3 separate regions of the Mus musculus genome follow, and all the other regions are linked to region 3. The links are chromatin contacts, called in public promoter capture Hi-C maps. All regions are on one chromosome and are shown on one strand. Each heading gives the region's core, a stretch centred on a gene start, on an enhancer-like site or on the middle of the called end of the contact. The rest is flanking DNA. Distances are from core to core; before and after follow the strand shown. Region 1 overlaps Chek2 (checkpoint kinase 2). Region 2 overlaps Ttc28 (tetratricopeptide repeat domain 28). Region 3 overlaps Ttc28 (tetratricopeptide repeat domain 28).

Region 1 (2,830 bases), core at 291-2,790, 370 kb after region 3:
AGTTTAAACGTTACTACTTACAGTTCCAGAACAATGTAATAATCTTCCGCATCAAAAACATCTTTAATCTTGATGATGCATGGCTATGGGAGAGAAGAAAGGAGAAGTGAGAAAACTCCAGACAGGAAACCTATTGTCTGGGGATGCTGTTGAGTCAAGCACAGGAGACTGGCAGAATGGAAGGTGGCTGACTCCTCACAGAGAACTCACACAAGAAACACACCATCATACAGAGTCAGTAAGGAATAATTCGTGTCTGCATAGGAGCCCCGCCTAGGCATGACAGCAGGTTTTCCCAGACTTCCTCCTCATTTGTCAAAACAGGAACCTGACAAGAGGAAAAGCAGCAGGAGCTGGGTGCTCGGGTGGCGGGTGGCGGGTGGCAGGTGGGATATTTTCTCAGCAGACCTGCAATCTGAAGTTCAATCCCAGCATAGGAGCAAAGCCCTTTTTCTCAACAGGACACAAGATGAGAGACCCAAAAAGCTGTTTTGTAATTCCAGCACTTGGGAAGGCAAGGAAGGAAAAGCAAGAATTCAAGGCCAGCCTCAGCTATAAAGCAAGTTCAAGGCTAGCCTGGGCAACAAGAGACCCTGTCTCAATAACAAAGAAGGCGAGGAAGGAAGCCTAATTATACTTCCAGATACCTGATTCCTGCGGCTCCAGCACTAGGGCCATGGAGAATGGAACCTGTATGATAAGATCCTCTCACAGTATAAGACTTTGAAGCATGGATGATATGTTTACTATCTGTGCAGGGCACCCAGTGCTGTGGGTAGGTTAAAACAGGGTTAGATTCTCTAGACTTAGCATTACGATTTTCTACTTAGCATACTTGTGTTTAAAGCTGACAGCCAAGCTCAGTGGCAGGTAAGAAACAGACCTCAGAGAATCTAGCAGGAATACAGAAGCCAGCATGGAGGACTGATCACAGGAGACTCAAAGAAAGAACCTATAATTCTTTCAGGTTTGAGATTGTAAGAGGTGAGACTCCATTGCCGTGTTCTTCATGGGTCCCTGTAACTTTCGCTTTGTACATCCATCTTCCTGCATCAGCGAGCACCCACAGCTTCCCGGCATGGACTTGGAAACACTGCCGAGTGCTGGTGAGAGACTTCCACCTTAATAAGGCTCGAAATGACCAATAAAACATTTAGGGGGATGGTACGTAAGTGCAATGTATGCGGTGTTCTTTGTCTAATTATGTCTGTCTGTCTGTCTACCTGCCTGCCTGCCTGTATCTGTGCATGCCATGGAGTATGTGTGGAGGTCAAAGAACTTGTGGGAACTGGATCTCTCCTTCTTCCATGTGAGTCTTAGCAATCAAACTCAGATGGCCAGGCTTCTCAGCAAGCTCCTTCACCCTCCGAGTCATTCTGCCAACAGTAATGTGGTTTTTGTAAAGAACAAAAAACAAAAAAAAACTGGCCATAGCGGGCTGCAGCAGGAAGATTGCTTGAGCCAGGAATCGGGGCCTAGCCTGGCCAATTCAGCCAGTTCCTGTCGAAAAGAAGAAAAACAAACTCCACTCAAGAGGCGGAGACAGAAGGGTCACGTGAGTCCAGTATTCCCAGACTTGCCAGGGTAACAAGACAGGGGCTGTCTCCTAACAACAAAAAAGAAAGAAAAGGAAGAAGGGGGATTGAGGAGGGGGTGAAAAGGCAGAAGGGAAACGGAAGCAAAGAGAGAGGGAAGGAAAGGAGGGGGAAGAGAAGAAGCTGCTACGTGTGAGGTCGGGAACAGGCAAGCAGGAAGGATGGCCGCTGGAGTGCGGAGAGTTAGCGAGAGGGTCCACCGAGCTGTAAACAGGCTGTGGAGACATTGTATCAAACACAGAAATCTAGAATAAATAAACTTTCTAGCTCTTAGAGGAAAGTGAGGAGGTGGAAGAGAGAAAAGAAAATCTTCTAACTGGAGGCTAAAAGAGAAGAGGATTCTTAGTTACTCTGGCAAGAAGTAACTCCAGCACCTACTAAGCGTGCATTATGGGTTCTCATAAACTAATGAAGAGACTGAGAGAACCAGGAAAGAGAAGCCGGTGTCAGACCCTTGTGCTACAGCCCTGTGACTGCCACAGATATCGAGTCTTCCTTACAAAGTAGGTGAGGACCACTTATCTCCAACAAGGCTCCCCACGCCTACGAATCAGATGCAACAATGGGCTTCTTATCTGTCAGATACCACTTACTCCAAAGAAAAGGTATTTAAAAGGACCCAGATTTCAAATATAACTAACTTCACAAGACTTTCATTTCTTTTGCAAATATAACTAACCTTTATAAGGTTTTTCTCAAGATCTCAATAAAAATACCGAGTAATAGATCATGAAGTCATGAAGCCTTTTACACAGGATTGAATTCTTAAAACTTTGAAGTAAAACTCGTCAGAGGTGAATAAGAGCCAGGTCCACGTGTCTTCTCACAAACATACAAAGGAGCCCAAATTAGCCTCCTATAGCAACACTTCGTATACTTCCTATATTTTGAGACAAGTTACGACGAGTGACAATGATACTTACATGATTTAGTTTCTTCAAAATTTCTATTTCAGTTTCCACACTGGGAGCTGTGTCCTTAAATAAACAAGGATAGCATTAGAGTACAACAGTAATAATAAAAATACAGTTAAACTTCATTTAGAATGGCTGAGTTACAAACCAGGCTCTGCTCAGACAGCAGACGCTAGACTACATATTTATGTAAAATAGACTTCAGCTAAGAAACCCAGATTTTAAATCTTTTATTTTTTATTTTTATTTTTTAAGATTTATTTATTTATTTATTGTGTGTACACTGTCGTTATCCTCAGACACAGCAGAAGAGGGCATTGG
Region 2 (3,189 bases), core at 511-3,010, 300 kb after region 3:
CCTCTCCCATCTGGTTCCCTCCCTCCCTCCCTCTGCCCCCCATGATTGCTTTCTTCTCCCTTCCAAGTGGGACTGAGGCATCCTCACTTGGGACCTTTGACTTGTTAACCTTCTTGAGTTCTGTGGGTGTGTCCTGGGTACTCTGTACTTTTGGACTAATATCTGCTTATCAGTGAGTACATACCATGCATGTCCCTTTGGGTCTGACTTACCTCACTCAGGGTGATATTTTCTAGTTCCATCCATTTGCCTGCAAAACTCATGATGTCCTCATTCTTAATAGCTGAGTAGTAAGCAGAAAGAATGGAAATGGGCAACCTCGGGAGGTAGGAGGTGGAAAGTGGAAGGGGGGACCCTCTAGAATGTACCAGAAACCTAGGAGGTGAAAGACACTCAGAACTCAAAGGGAGGGACCTTAGATAAAATGCCCAACAGTGGGGAGAGGGAACTTGTAGAGTCCACCTCCAGTAGAAAGACAGAGCATCAAGTGAAGGGATAGGGTTGCCATCCCACAGTCAAAAACTGACCCAGAAATACCTGATCATGTTCCTCTTCCCTCCTCCCTGTCTCCTCTCCCATCTGGTTCCCTCCCTCCCTCCCTCTGCCCCCCATGATTGCTTTAAAAGAAGAACCACAGAGACAAAAATGGAGAAGAGACTGAGGGAAAGGAAGTTCAGTGGCTGGCACAAATTGGGATCTAGCTCAAGGGGAGGCTTCAAGGCCTCACACTATTAATGATGCTATGGTGTGCTTACAGACAGGAGTCTAGCATGGCTGCCCTCTGAGAGCCCCAACAAGCAGCTGAAAGAGTCAGATGCAGATACTGGCACGCAACCAATGGACAGAAGCCAGAGACCCTTGTGTTGAATTAGGGAAAGGCTGGAAGAAGCTGGGAAGAAGGGCGATCCCATAGGAAGACCAGCAGTTTCAACTAACCTGAAACACACACACACACACACACACACACACACACACACACACACACACACACCCGAGATCGCTCAGACACTGAGCCACCAACCAGGCAGCATACACCAGCTGATATAAGGCCCCTGACACATATACAGCAGAGGACTGCCTTGTCTGGCCTCAGTGAGAGAAGGCACAACTAACCCTAGAGAGACTTGAGGCCGCAGGGAGAGGGGAAGTCTGGTGGTGTGGAGGTGAGGACAGGAGGATGGGGACATCTCTTGGAGACAGGGGAGGAGGAATGGGATGAGGAACAGTCAGAGGGCAGACCAGGAGAAGGATAACGACTAGACTGTAAAAAAGATTAATAATATTTTTTAAAACATTGTGATTTGATAATTAAAATTGAATAATAAAATAACTAGATACTTCATATTTTATCTCCATGTATTCTTTTGTCAGAAGCCATAAATTTCTTCTAAAACTCAAATGTTTTATATATTTGATGTAACCATTAGTGTAGCATTAAAACATAACATTTTAAATAATGATAACAGAATGATTGAAGCAACAATTACAGTCTTTGATATATTAATGGATAGAACAATAATTAGCAGTATGAAGCTCTGCTATACCCCTGCTTTACTAGAAAAGAATCTACTGAGTTAGCTAAATCAATTAATCATTTCCATCTGCGGCAGCATGCACACTAGACTGCTCTAGCAGCTTTGCTTTAACAGAGAAAATGGATGTCTCATTTGGTGTTCAACCCATATCAACAGAAAGAACGTACTGAATAAGGCTTTCCAAACAGACTGCTTCTAGAGCCAACAAAGGGCTGGAGGCTGGAACATTAAGGAGAGAAACTTTTCCGGGAGTATCATACTTGGCAGCTCCTGGTGACTGGATCAGACTCAGTACAGAACATTCTTGTTTTACTTGTCTATATTTTCATAAAAACGATTTTCCATTCCAACACTTATATACATCTATGCATGGCAGTGTGAGAGCATTCCCTGACTTTTGATACATATGGTGTGCATTCAGTGACATCATTCCCCACTACACTTGCCAAGTTTAACCTCTTGCACAGACCACCAAAACACACTCACAGTCCCTATGGGACTGGAAGGAGTAGTTCCTGCAGAATGGAGAGGTTATTAATGCTTCGTCCATATAACTATACCCTCCCTATCCTCTCATAAATAAAACCTTTGTAATCTTATAATGTATCCAGCTTTCATTAACCCTTCAGTGTTGTTTCTTACAGTGAGTGTGAACACCCACTTGGTAGCTGTGTGCTACAGCAGGTGCTGTTCGCTGCATCTCTGTTGAAGAGATTGCAGAGTGGATTTTATTATGAAAACACATGGAAATTACTATGTGAATTGAAAATCATAATTCATGTAATTGATAGTTTCATTAATGACTGTGAAATAAAAATCAAAGCAGCTTTTCTACAAAGAAAGCTTTTGATAATGACCTGATTTTCTAATCTAAAGTTACACATCCTGTTTACAAACTTTTTAGATGACTATATAAGGGATTCTATGATCCTTCAAGATAGTTAAAAAAAAAAAAAAAAACCTTCATGGTTATTTGCAAAGATCCCTCTGAATTTTTTCCTTGATAAAGGGTCTATCCATGTACTCCGGACTGACCCCAAATGTGTGGCAATTCTGCTATCTTAGCCTCCCTGTGCTAGGGCTGCACAAGTGCCACCGCACATGGCTCTTAATTCCTTTTCAGTCCCCAAATGTGTGGCAATTCTGCTATCTTAGCCTCCCTGTGCTAGGGCTGCACAAGTGCCACCGCACATGGCTCTTAATTCCTTTTCAATCAGTAAAATCCTTGGCGTGAAGTGAGAAGCAGCATCACGCACATGAATAACTTCTAAGCCCTCATCACATGTGCAAGTATAGAAAAGTAAACAAGAAGAAATTGCTGGCAGGTAGGGCGGGCGGGGATGTGGTCTTCTTCACCTCACCCTGTTTACTGAGGTAACTCAGCAAACAGCAGAGCTCCGCAGCTCAAACCATTCAGGGTTTTAAGGTAAATGTCAAGTAACCTAATGTTTGAGCCGTGCTGGAAGTGGAGCTTTGTCTGAAGTTTCATGCAGTCTTCATACAGCCATCCCACAATGCATGTCTTCATACAGCCATCTCACAATGCACGTCTTCATACAGCCATCCCACAGAAGGCAGGGTGTACGTCTGTCTGATCACTACAGGACATGCCGAATTCAGAAGCAGTCACAATTTGGTCAATTTAAAAATAAGT
Region 3 (2,859 bases), core at 215-2,714:
CAGCACAGACCCAGTCCCAGCCTGTGCCCAGGCTGCTCCTCTGGAGACAGGCCTCACTGGTCTCATGAGGAATCCCCGTTTCCTGGCACACTGTTCTCAGTAACCAAACAGCCAAGGGCTGAGTTTGAAGCAGACGTCTGTCCACCCACAGCCAGTGTGTCAACACACTCCTCTTCAGCAACAGGGACTCCCTATGAGAAAGGGGGAGAGGTTATACCCTCTGCCCTAACTAGAAACCGCCAAGGACAGTAAGCCCAATGACCACACATCCTGATCTTACCTCTCCACTGAAGGAGGAATGTGGTTTTATACTAACCATGGCAACAGTGCACAACATGAGAATCTGAGAAATCAAGAGATCTGCCCTGTGGGTGAGCGGGAATCTTGACAGCTCTCAGGCTACACAGGCAGGGACTCTGGGTGCATTAGACAGGCCAGCAGCCCTGAGAACTCCGCAGCTGCTGAGACAGTCATGGAGGGTGCTTTAGCTCCTGGAACAGAGCTCTGCGTACCTGGTGCTGAGCCTCCTCCAGGTTTCCACTTGCCCAAAGGGAGAGACCAAGACCATGGCGAATTTTTGCTTCATCTTCTCTTCGACCCAGTTGCTCAGCTAACCTTAAGCCTGAAAGCAGACAGAGAATCGTAAGGAGAGGTGACAGGGACCGACTGGCGATTTTGCTTTGGATGCATGTAAGGAAGGCTGTGGGACATGCCAAATCAACCCCGGGGCGAGGACGCTTCCAGTGTTACAGGAAGTGAGGAGGTGCCGCAGCAGGAGCCCAGGTCACGGCTGTTGGCAGTGGATAGGTTGGTAGGGTAGGCAGAACAGGAAAACCAATGTTCCCTGACCCGGCTGCCCTCGCAGATGCAAAACGCTTGGCTCTGCAAATGAAAAATCCTGGCTGATACACTCATATCCCCAGATCTCTGCCTGGGAAAAGCTTTTCCTGACAGCCAGCTACAGAGGCTAAGACCACATGCCTTTCTGTCTCCCCCGACACTGTCCAGGCAGTGCTGATGAGAGGCTCGTGAGTGTCTCTTGAAAGCAGAACGGTGCACAGCTGGACCCTGCTCCTGTGACTGAAGCCGCCGACACGCTCTGGGTCCCATCTGTGATGTGCCTCAGCGGGGTTGCAAAGCAAGTGCTACTGTGGGCTGGAAGGCTGAGTGGCTGCCCTCATTTCCATGGTCTCCACAGAGGCACCTGCAGTGGGTCACTCACTCACAGCAAGCTTTGGGTTTTCAGGACACCAGCCGCCTCTAGGGCTTTGTGCGGCTAAGTCTAACAGCCACAGTTCATCATATCGGTCACTACATTGGTCTCTGACACTCTGCCTGCATTCCAGGGTTCTCTGCACATGAGCCACTGCATGGCTCCCAGAATTCCACTGTATACATAAGCCAGGGTTCCTCTCTCATCTAAGTCAGGGCAGGAAGCCAGCGCCAAGCACTATGGGCTGGTGTGATTCCTGTTTTTTTTAAAGGCCCTGAGTCAGCTGAATGGCTGCTGTGAGTCACCGCTCAGGGGTCTGCCTCCTAATTTATGATGCATTTCAAAACACACGGCTCAAAGAGTTCAGAAATAGCATTCTGAGTCTAAATCATGCCAGTGGGCAACAGAAGAGTTTGTAAATAATTCACATGAGAGACAAGGGTTCTCGGGAGAACCAGGGTGGCTCTGGGTGTGACGACTTTCAAAGCGCCCACTGCACTGACCCTTAGTGCAGAAGTCTGGCAAGTCCTTGGTCTGAGTCAGAAGAATGGTTCTTTGGGCAAACCCCTTGGAAGACAAATTCTGAGAGAGAGGGACCTTGCTTGGTTCCAAGTGTATCCCTAGCAAGAAGGGTGTCCACAGACCACAGGGAAGACGTACTCGAACTGCCTTCGGGGAGCCTGCACATTCCACTCTGCATGGCCAGCTCTCCTGCACTGCAGTAGAGCCTCAGGGAGTTGCCGGATGGAGCCTACTTCCTTTGCTGGTTTCCAGAGTGAGAAGGGCTGGGTGGAAAGCCCTGGAGTTAACCCGTGTCAAGCCACACCATCTGGGAGTTGTTTAGACTCAGACCCACACAGCATTCCATTGCACAGGGCAGACAGGGCAAAGCTGGGGTGACTCCCAGCTGAACTGGCCCTCTGCTGCAGGTCTGCAGGACCTCCTGCCCGGCTTGTGGAGAACGCCATCCTGCACCTTACAGTGTCCCGAGCCTGCTCGGAGTGCACTAGAGACCCACAAACCCTGTCTGCCACTATGGGGAGTTTTCAAATACCAGTTTTTATAGTTCTCTGAGACTTGTCACAAGAGACAACACAAACAACGTGCAGAGTTTTCCACTGATACAGACTTCTGTGACAGTTGACCCAACACAGCCAGCTGCTGCCGGGAAATGGCATTTCAGAAGGGGATTAGTAGTAAGGTCCCTGCTGCAAACCCTCAATTCTGGGTCTCACACATTCAGACAAAAGCCATTGCTAGGCACTGGGGCCGTTAAAATACTAGAATGTCAGCAAAGCTAGGGGCCCACGGGAGCCATAGAGGTGGGACAGTGACTGCAGCTTCAGAGCTTCCCCACTGCAGGCCTGTGCTGAGCCACGGCCAGCCTGGAAGTATTGTTCACTCAGCCTCCTGCTTCCCACCCTGGGGACGTCCCCTGAGGGACAGGAGGGTATAGCTGCCCCAACCCTGCAGTTTCTGTGAGGTCAGAAACAACTCCAGACAGGGGCTGAGCCCACTCTGCAATGAACTAACTTAAGGGTCGGGGTCAAACTGCGGTGCTTCTCCAAGCCTCGGTGACATAGCTACAAAGACAGGGAGACATGGAATAGTTCTTGGGCTGTGGGTGCAGCTCAGTGTAGAGAATC

Evidence for each region. Capture Hi-C pulls out chosen DNA fragments and counts their contacts.
Region 1: a promoter capture Hi-C map of adipose tissue shows a contact between it and region 3. The contact joins two enhancer-like sites. A contact is called at or near these places in 1 of 39 promoter capture datasets (neural stem cells), 1 of 484 Hi-C or Micro-C datasets (bone marrow-derived macrophages), 16 of 115 datasets of contacts at active chromatin or transcription factors (the SCID.adh cell line, bone marrow-derived macrophages, craniofacial prominence and 10 more) and 3 of 9 other capture datasets (adipose tissue, macrophages and pancreatic islet).
Region 2: a promoter capture Hi-C map of adipose tissue shows a contact between it and region 3. The contact joins two enhancer-like sites. A contact is called at or near these places in 2 of 484 Hi-C or Micro-C datasets (bone marrow-derived macrophages and uterus), 2 of 115 datasets of contacts at active chromatin or transcription factors (embryonic basal ganglia and vascular smooth muscle cells) and 2 of 9 other capture datasets (adipose tissue and liver).

What each region holds. Positions count from the first base shown.
Region 1 is chr5:110,858,116-110,860,945 of GRCm38.p6, reverse strand. Chek2 (checkpoint kinase 2) reads right to left here. Exons shown (of 15, transcript NM_016681.4): 7 at 2,519-2,572; 8 at 22-83. Among named protein-coding and RNA genes, the nearest start is that of Chek2, 20 kb to the right of the region's middle. Within about 2 kb of position 1,540, at least 89 of the 459 cell types and tissues checked have an H3K27ac peak or open chromatin away from gene starts, as enhancers often do. A contact at or near this core is called in adipose tissue and neural stem cells, where this site is marked.
Region 2 is chr5:110,927,157-110,930,345 of GRCm38.p6, reverse strand. All of the region lies in intron 2 of Ttc28 (tetratricopeptide repeat domain 28), which reads right to left. Among named protein-coding and RNA genes, the nearest start is that of Ttc28, 49 kb to the right of the region's middle. Within about 2 kb of position 1,760, at least 8 of the 459 cell types and tissues checked have an H3K27ac peak or open chromatin away from gene starts, as enhancers often do. A contact at or near this core is called in adipose tissue, where this site is marked.
Region 3 is chr5:111,227,111-111,229,969 of GRCm38.p6, reverse strand. Ttc28 (tetratricopeptide repeat domain 28) reads right to left here. Exons shown (of 23, transcript NM_001267622.1): 9 at 513-622. Among named protein-coding and RNA genes, the nearest start is that of Gm35628, 6.3 kb to the left of the region's middle. Within about 2 kb of position 1,464, at least 123 of the 459 cell types and tissues checked have an H3K27ac peak or open chromatin away from gene starts, as enhancers often do. A contact at or near this core is called in adipose tissue and neural stem cells, where this site is marked.